Regions from separate parts of the Oryzias latipes genome. Here region 1 is linked to region 2. A link is a contact called in public Hi-C data. All regions are on one chromosome and are shown on one strand. The core of a region is the stretch at or near the end of the contact, and the rest is flanking DNA. Distances in the headings are between cores, read along the strand shown.

Evidence for each region. Hi-C and Micro-C count contacts between places; a contact is called where the count stands out from the background.
Region 1: a Hi-C map of embryo shows a contact between it and region 2, with 2.1 times the contacts expected there. The contact joins the promoter of col2a1a here to the promoter of LOC101159092 in region 2. A contact is called at or near these places in 3 of 5 Hi-C or Micro-C datasets (embryo and fibroblasts).

Annotation. Positions count from the first base shown.
Region 1 is chr5:10,250,619-10,255,160 of ASM223467v1, forward strand. It overlaps col2a1a (collagen type II A), which reads left to right and starts at 2,396. Exons shown (of 53, transcript NM_001246659.1): 1 at 2,396-2,489. The coding sequence starts at 2,396.
Region 2 is chr5:10,057,181-10,061,151 of ASM223467v1, forward strand. LOC101159092 (protein shisa-5-like) reads left to right here and starts at 2,717. Exons shown (of 6, transcript XM_004068667.4): 1 at 2,717-3,050; 2 at 3,270-3,423; 3 at 3,597-3,736; 4 at 3,869-3,971. The coding sequence starts at 2,984. LOC101158845 (protein shisa-5) reads left to right here. Exons shown (of 5, transcript XM_004068666.4): 5 at 74-1,666. The coding sequence ends at 270. It overlaps LOC110015111 (a long non-coding RNA gene), which reads right to left. Exons shown (of 3, transcript XR_002290196.1): 3 at 1,471-2,626.

The DNA.
Region 1 (4,542 bases), core at 1,146-3,645, 190 kb after region 2:
AGTTTCTCAAAAACAGATAAATGGTAACGTATAACCCAATTTATGTGTGGTGATGGGAACAGTTCAGTCCAATACAAACATAACTGGTTAGCACAATATAGGAAGACTGATGAATTGTCTATTTTATTTGAACACATTTTTAACTTAACATGTTAAAAGGTCAAATGTCAGGAACTCTATCCAACTGTAAAGCCAAAAGCTGCATCGACAATAACACACCAGCACACCAGCACATCCTCTAAAGAAAAAGAAAGACTTTAAGTCTGATCTAAAATCAAAATCAAATCACTATGAAAACAGAAGAACACTGATCCATACTGCCTTAAAAGAATCTTGAACTCTTTTGTTTTGTAAAGCTTTGTTTTTTATTTAAACTGTATATATCACATTTTAAAGATAAAGAAGGAAAAAAAGGCGCACATAGTCACTTCTGTTTTTTCTCTTTTATTTCTGTTTTTTATCTGTTTTATTTGAATCAGACAATTTTGTGTAAAAAGTAAATAAATGAATAAATAAATAAATCACATTTTTTGCAATCGGGAGGCCACAAGCTCCCTGCTCTGCCCCATTCTGATGCATCTGCTTGTAGACGACTAGATCCATGTACATCTTCATTTTCCTCGTCTGAGCTGGCGTCTGGCTCAAAACTGTACAGCTGGATACCTCCAATATTGCTTACTATTTTTGTTGCACTGGTAATATTAGGCTGGGGGTTAATAAGCCAGCAGAAGAGCGTGTAAACTAAAGGAATATGGGAAATGAAAGAAGGCCCACCTCAAACCAACAGCCCCTTTTACAACTCAGAGGCAACTTTGACGAACTCCTGACGTTCTGCAGACACTAGAAAACAACACAGGTTTTTATTCATTTATTTTGGCTAAAAATGGCATGATCATATTTAAAAGACAGGTGGGAGTGCTTTTAAAATAGATCAAAAGATGATAGGAGGAGGCAACTCGACATGATTAAGGATATTATAAAAACTGTAAATGTTTAAATACTATAAGATAACTTTGGTTTTATTCATTTTCTTTTTTTAGACCATGTGATGCAGGAATATGGATCAAAAAATTCTGGGATAAAATGTCATGTTTTATGTTCCTAAACATCTCCAGGTGAGAGAAGGTGTAGTCATTTATTATTAAAACAGGAGCTAAGAAGAGTCAAACGGGAGGAAGGAAATGGTTGAGAGCAACCATTTGAAACAACAAAGTCTTATATTTGTGATAGCGTAGTTTCAAAAAATGTCTAAGATGTAATTTATTCAGACTCTCAGAGAGTTGACATTGTGGTGGTTTCATGAAGACTGAAGGACATCCTACAAAAATCCTAAACTGTAATGTAATAAACTGACATTGGGGTTGATTAAAAAATGTTAAAACTGGTTTGATTGTATCAACTTTGCCTAAAAAAAATTAGATATACATTTTAACCAAATTGAATGGTAATTGGTTAAACTATAGTTAGCTCTTTAATGTTAAAACTTCCTGAGGTTCATGATAACTTCATGGAAAAAGAAGTCAATGTGTTGAACTCTGATCACCCTAACAGATTTTATGCTAACAAATATCTGTAGGGGTCTATACAATATTTTTTGATGCGACTACAAATCAGTTTCAGTGCTTTGGTTGTTGTTATAAAATATATATATATTCTTTTAATTAACTGTCAGAGTTACATGTTTTTATTGAAAAGAAACAAATCAGAAACCCAAACCATGTGACCACTAATGTCAGGGTCCTCCAGACAGAGCAGCAATTCACTCCACTGTTCATTAGAAAATGTTTTAAAGGTAATATCGAATCTAGCCCAACAAAAATTCAGGAAGAAAACGTTTCCTAATTCAATATACCCAAGATAACCCATGATACCCATGACGTATCCATAATGTAAAACTTTAACGTACAATTGAACCTTTTTGCATGGTATTCTGCAAATATTTATAAAGGAGGACGCAGGATGGAGTGAGTGAGTGAGTGATGGGGAGGAGGGGAGTTCCAGTCTTGCTGGGCGCATTTCGGCACGTGTGGAAAGGAGTGGTCTGGGGCTGGGATAAGAAACCTGGAGGATAGAATAGGAGGGAATTTGGGCTCAGATTTCAACCTGACAGGGGGGCAAAAGGGGCTGGACTGATATTTAGGAATAAACGAAGATTCATTGAAGGCAACGGACACATAAAGCCAAAGCGTCTGGCCCAAAGCGGTCGGTGCTGAGTCTCTGCTGCAGGTCCGGGTCCTGCTGCTGGATTCTCCCCCATTGGTTTCTTGGGAAGTGTGAAGGACGAATGATCCGGCTTTTGTGAAAGGGGACAAAAAGCACTAAACCCCGAGAGACGCATTTGCTCCCCTCGCGCCCTTCTTTTCCCATAAGGACCGTGCATGTCTAATATTTAGACATGATTAGTTTTTTGGAATCCAGGACTGTACTGCTACTTGTAGCAACCCAACTTTGTTTATTAGCCGTTGTGAGATGTCAGCTGGATGACGACCGTAAGTGAGAGTTTCATTATCTGATCAAACAGTTGCATTTAATGTGAGGAGCGTTTCTCTCTCTTTACTCCAAAAATGTGCTGCATTACGCACAGAATCTCAACTTTGGTATGGATTTTAAGGTAGTTTGTTCATCCTCAAGGTACTTTACGCACAGAATCTAGACTTTGGTTTGGTTTTCAAGGTATTATTTTCACCCTTTAGACCCTGCTACGCACAGAATCTGGACTTTGGTTTAGATTTTAAGTTGTTTTTGTCTCCTTAAGTCACTTTTACGCACAAAGTTTGTTGATATTTGGATGCTTCCCTCTGCAAAACCTTTTCTAGGTGATGACATTTTCGGAGTTTATGTACCAATAGTTATTGCATAAAAAGATAAGTATAATTAAAATATAATGTAAAAAATATACAGCATAGCAAAATTGAAGGAAGAATATTTAAAAATGGTTTATAAAGTCTTGATTTTTCGGGCTGTTGTTTGATCGACTAAATTAAAATTTTATAGTTTTTAATTTCACCTGAGTTGAAATTGCAGACTAAAACGCAATCTGATCTAGATAATGTGTTTTGCAATACATGTCTTCCTTTCTTAGTAAAAGTTGAGCTGTCTGACACCTGTGGATGCTTTAGGGGTCTTGGCAGACTCCTCTTTAGACTGCAGATTCATTTTATATGGGAAAGGGGGGAGGGGATGCGCAAAAAGTGAAAGGTGGTAAGGCTCAAGGGTCTTTGGTGAAAACTGTTCACATTCCATTGCTGTCAGAGGGCATTCAGACAAATCCTGGCTTGCTGAGGCAAAAATGTGGACCACTAGCCCAAGTCTTCTCAAACTAAACTTTCAAACTTTATTTGAAACTTCTTTTAAATAGGATATTATTTGAACCTTTTTTCCAGCACATAGAGACTACATAACTTGTTATTTTTTGTGCACCTGCAGGACTGCCCATCATTATTTAGCATTTTAAGAGACACTTAAAATGCCAGAGGAGACCAGAAGTAATATTCCAAATGATTAAAGCATTTCCATCTGCTCCAGAGATTAGTACTGTGTGACAGTCAACCCACTGAGAAAGAGCTAGAGAGGAAGAGAGGAAGGAATGGGAATGGAAAAATATGGGACAAAGACTTTTATAACTATAATTAAAAAAAAAAAGTATTTGCTCTTAGCAAATCAAGCTTAGTTAGCTTTTAGAGCAAAGAAAATGTTATTTATTTTCTTAAGTGAAAAGGGAAAGAAATAGTTGTGTCAAAGTAATTTGGAGTGTCAAGTTACCCTTTCAGACACAAAGAGTTATTAGATAAAATTCAAACCATCCAGAAGCCTCTTTCGTTTTCTTTCTTTTTTTGTGGGGGGGGCAGTCTTTGTGAAGAAAAGAGGTATGACTGTGACCTCAGCACAGTCGCCTCACTGTCCTCTTTTAAGCCTCTGCTAAAAGTTTGTGCCTATAAGTTTTGAGGCCCTGGACTGATCATCCCTGGCGCTCATGAGACAGTAAAGGTATCAGAAGTTAGAAAAGAGTATCAGAAAAAAGCTAGGAAAAGGCAGTAAAGTAAGAATAGATAACTTTTATCTTCTCCTAAACACATCTGGGTTACTTTCATGAGTTTTTTAGAAATTCTAGTTTAGCAGTCCTGACAGCAGACAGCAGAGTTACAAATTATCTGCCTTTATGACAAGCCAGTATGATACTAGTCATTGACTTGATAGAAGATCCTATGTTTCATAATTTCCACTATCAGGTTAATCCTTGATACCTCAGCCAATGGAAAAATTGGTATAGCCCTTTGATAGTACATCCAGGCCTGTAAAACCTGACATCAAAACTGCCAGGTATGCGCATGAAAGAGTACTGCTTTTTTTTCTCTTGAACGTGTTTGAACTGGCATCCCACACAGCTGTGGCCTCCAGATGGGGTTTAAAATGCACCCCATGTTTATACAAGGTAACAGTTTGTGAATTGTCCGCTCAGTCCCACTTCCAGAAAGAGACCATTCATCGCTGCTGAGGTCCGTTGGGTTACCTAGACCTGAAGTAGGAGCAAAAGTAAATAGT
Region 2 (3,971 bases), core at 1,467-3,966:
TTTTTAAAAAGAAATGTTGTTCCAGTTGTCAGCTCTTTTATCTTTGTGATTGTTTTCGTTTTCTTTCCATAAGCTGCCAACCCTGCATACCCGCCCCAGCCAATGCCCTACAGCCAGGCTGCATTCTACCCTGGGCCTGGACAGCTGCCCTACCCTCTGCAGCCTCCAGTCTGTTCAAATGCTACGGCTCCACCACCTGCCCACACTGATTACCTAGCTCAGCCTGCATACAACCCAGACTATGCCACCCCACCTCCCAAAACTGGTTAGAGGACTTTTCTGTTCCAGACGAGAGGAGCTGTGCGTTCAGGAGGACAAGATGTTCCCTCATCTTTTGATTTGTCCACTTTGATGATTAAACATAGTCACATATTGAAAGTTAGTGCATTTATTTGTAACTATTGCCAAGTGGAAAATCTCCAGACCTTGCATTGTATGTGCCTTGCATTGTGCATACAGGAGAGACAGTCCTTTAACTGGTTTTTTTCTTACATTTTTTTATGCGCCATCGTCTGTATCCTCTTGGCAAAACACATACAAAACAGCTGTGTTTGATTTGAAAGTTATTGCTGTTCTGTGCGTGAAGACGCCTTGCAAATTTCTTTTGGTCCTGCTCTTCAGAGGTCCTTCAGATTGACATCTGCCCATCACTGCAGACACCAAGGGCTTTGAAGGTTCATTTTTGGGATTCTTGCAGCATCGCAATGCTGTTTGAAATTACCGAGCAAAGATTTTTTTTCTAGCTGTTCCACATATGTATTATTTCTGATTTTGCACAAGGTGGAAACCACTTTGTTAAAGTGATCTAAAAGTGAGGGATGTTTTTGAAGTTAGCGTCATCGTCTGCTTACTGTTTAGTGTTCCATTAGAATTGATGTTGAATGTCCAGCAGAAAACTTTCAGCACTCCAGCAAAAGGGAAGATTTTTAATAGAGGTTGATCAATTTAAGCTTTAAATGCAAATGCAAGTAAATTTATCATGTTATTATATTACATTTAGCCTTTACTTTTTTTAAAACTTTTTTTTTGTATTGGGTTTTATTTTGTTGCTGTCATGTGTGTTAGTTTCTGCAGAAATGCATTGGAGGTTTTACTCGGATTCGTCCGCTTCTCACTGAATTTTTCTTCAAGCCCCAAAGAACTCAAGAGCTAAACAAACAGGTGAAATCACATGTGCCTTTCTAGATCTTTTAATTCAAATCCATATGTCATTATAGAGCACTTTAAACCCTTTTTAAGTGTATTCACCAGTCTATGAAGTTTGTGCCTCATTTAGGTCATTTCTTACTTTTGTTTAGGCATTTTCTGTGTTACAAAGTTAACTTCAATACCAGTTTTTCTTAGCAACTTTTTTGTTTTTCTATTTTTGTGCAAAAAAAGAAGAACAAAAACCCGCTAAATGTTGGTTTGTGCTTTCATAAGCTAGTGTGAAAAAGTGTCCTTTTTCCTTAAGAAGCAGCCTGTGAATTGTTTTTGCAGTGCTGGGATTGTTCCTTTACATCAGTGTTGTTCCATGACGTTGACTTGAGGAAAAAAAAACATATGCATACCCGTCTCAAATGTCACTGGAAAAGTAACTAATTGCTGGGGTTTACTGTTGTTCCAAAATGTATGTTAATATCATTTATTTGCTTATATCCATAAAATAAATGTTGTTGCTCTCCAAGTCTGCGTGATTACATTTTTAAATATAAATCTGCTCAGATTATAGTTCAGAGCCTACAGCTGTTTAGTACTCTTGGTTTTTCTTTTTTCTTTTGCCCTCTGCATAACACCAATGTTTTATATTGACAGATAAAAAAACACTTCCAGCAATCAATCAGCAGTGTTCAACCCCTTGGTATCTTAATTTATTTCCAGCTATGAACTGTATGTTTTTGCTTTCAAATCGATGTTAAACGAATGTAATTTTGGAGCTGAACTGGTTTGATGCATATTTGTATCAATAGGCATCAGGGGTTAAGTATACAGTATCTTAAAAGAAAAAAAGCAGAAAAATAGACAAAGTGTGGACTGCAAGTGAAGTTCTGTTAGATCAGGGAGAGAAATCCAGTATATAGCACTTTCCATGGGATAAAGATTTACCATTTATGCACTGAAGACTTGGAGAGACTTCTGGAAGGGTATTCTTTATGTTAACTCCAACGAGGCAAAGACATAAAAGTTCTTTTACTTTGACATTTCATAGAAGTGTTGGTCAGATGCCCTCCTGTAGGTCAATGTTCTGGCTGTTTTCCAACTGGAAGAAGCTGGAAAAGTTCTATCTTATTTGGCCTAGGAACAGTAGTGGTAAAACTATTTTTCTTACCCCTATGGGCAGTTTTTTTTTTAAATAAGCAAAAAAATAAATAAATAAATAACAATGGGAGGAGACTGACTTATTTCTAGGGGCTTGTTTTCGCAGTGTGCTTAGACTGTACCACATGTGATCCAAACCTAGGACAGGGTGCAGGGAATGGATGCACTGGGGGGAAAAAATTGCAATGAAACTGGTTAAAGAGCAAACCTGGGTGGAGCCACCAAGCACATCCACATGTTGCCAGACGATGCACATTAAGTTTTAGAGCGTCTACATGGTCCACTTTGGTTCTTCTGGGCTACACCATCTCTTCCAGTGCAATCCCAACTGTAGGTAAAACAATAAAATATGCCTTTTAGTATATTTAATCTGAACAGTGGTAAATTGGAAATTTTTTTTTGAAAAAACCCCACAAAACCTATATTTTCCAAAAATGTTGCATTAAATTTCTGCACTTGTCGTTCAAAACCTACTCAAACCTTTGATGGATTAACAGTTAAACGTCCATGCATCTCCCCTTTATACTGTCTTTCATGGTAATCCAGGTGAGAGTGTTACCCGTGTAGATAGGAATGTTGTTGGTTTACAAACTACAGGGTTGGGTCCCACACAAACTGGAGTAACTGTCTCACCCAGGATTCAGACTCCATTTCTGTCATATGTCTCCACATCGTCACAGGAGTCATGGTCCCAGGTGTCTCAGGCCGCACTTTGTGTGTTTTTTGTGTTGTTTTGCTTCGGACAGTATGGGGTAAGCCTTGTTTTTTTTCAATTGAATTGAATTAACCAGAAGACAATTTCTTTCAATGTTTTTGTTGACATGTAAGCAGTAGCAAAGTGAGTCAAAAGTTTAGCAGTAAAAATGTTATAGTGTTCTGGAATGGAACTGTTGTCAGGTCTGGTTCTGGTTCCTTTTGCTTTCACATGGGTTTTTTGCCTCATTTCTCACATTAATCTTTGTGTTGTAAAGGTGATTTGTGTATCAGCTACAGAGACATGGATGGCAACTTCCACGAAGCAAGGCAGTGCTCCAAGTACTGCTGTGGGGACTGTAGCTTCAAGAACTGCTGCAATGACAAGAAACTCCGCTTCACTCAGGAAAAACAGGAACAGTGTTTTGAAAGGTGTGTCCATCTTTTTCCACTAAGCAGAAGTTCAAAAAATGTCACAGTCCGTGAAATAAAAAAAGAAAAGACATGAAAATGTTCTGTTTTACATAACCATTGTGTTTCATAAAACAGATGTGTGTTTTTTTTGTTTTCCCTCATCTTTCCTTCCTATTGGCTGCCTGTTGCAGTTCTGTTAGCACTGCTGTGCTTGTGGGAATCATCGTTGGAACTTTAATTCCTGTCATCCTCGCTGTGACTCTGCTCATCTGCTGTTTGGCTCCCTGCTGTTTGTGCTACCGGAAATGTCGAAAAGGACACAGCCCACGCTGTAAGATGCACATTTGTTTGACTTTCATTCAAACAAAGAGGAGTTTTGTTTTTAACTCTTCTTGAATCTTTATATCACTTCTCTGCATTTGTCAGTGAAATCCTCACTTACACTGATTGTGACTTTCTTCAGCTTATGGAAGTGCCGTCAACGCGTCCCAGCCTGCACAACCACAATCTGCTAACCAGCCATCCAATGCAGGATATCAGCCTGTGTCAGCATTTGAGGGCCCGCC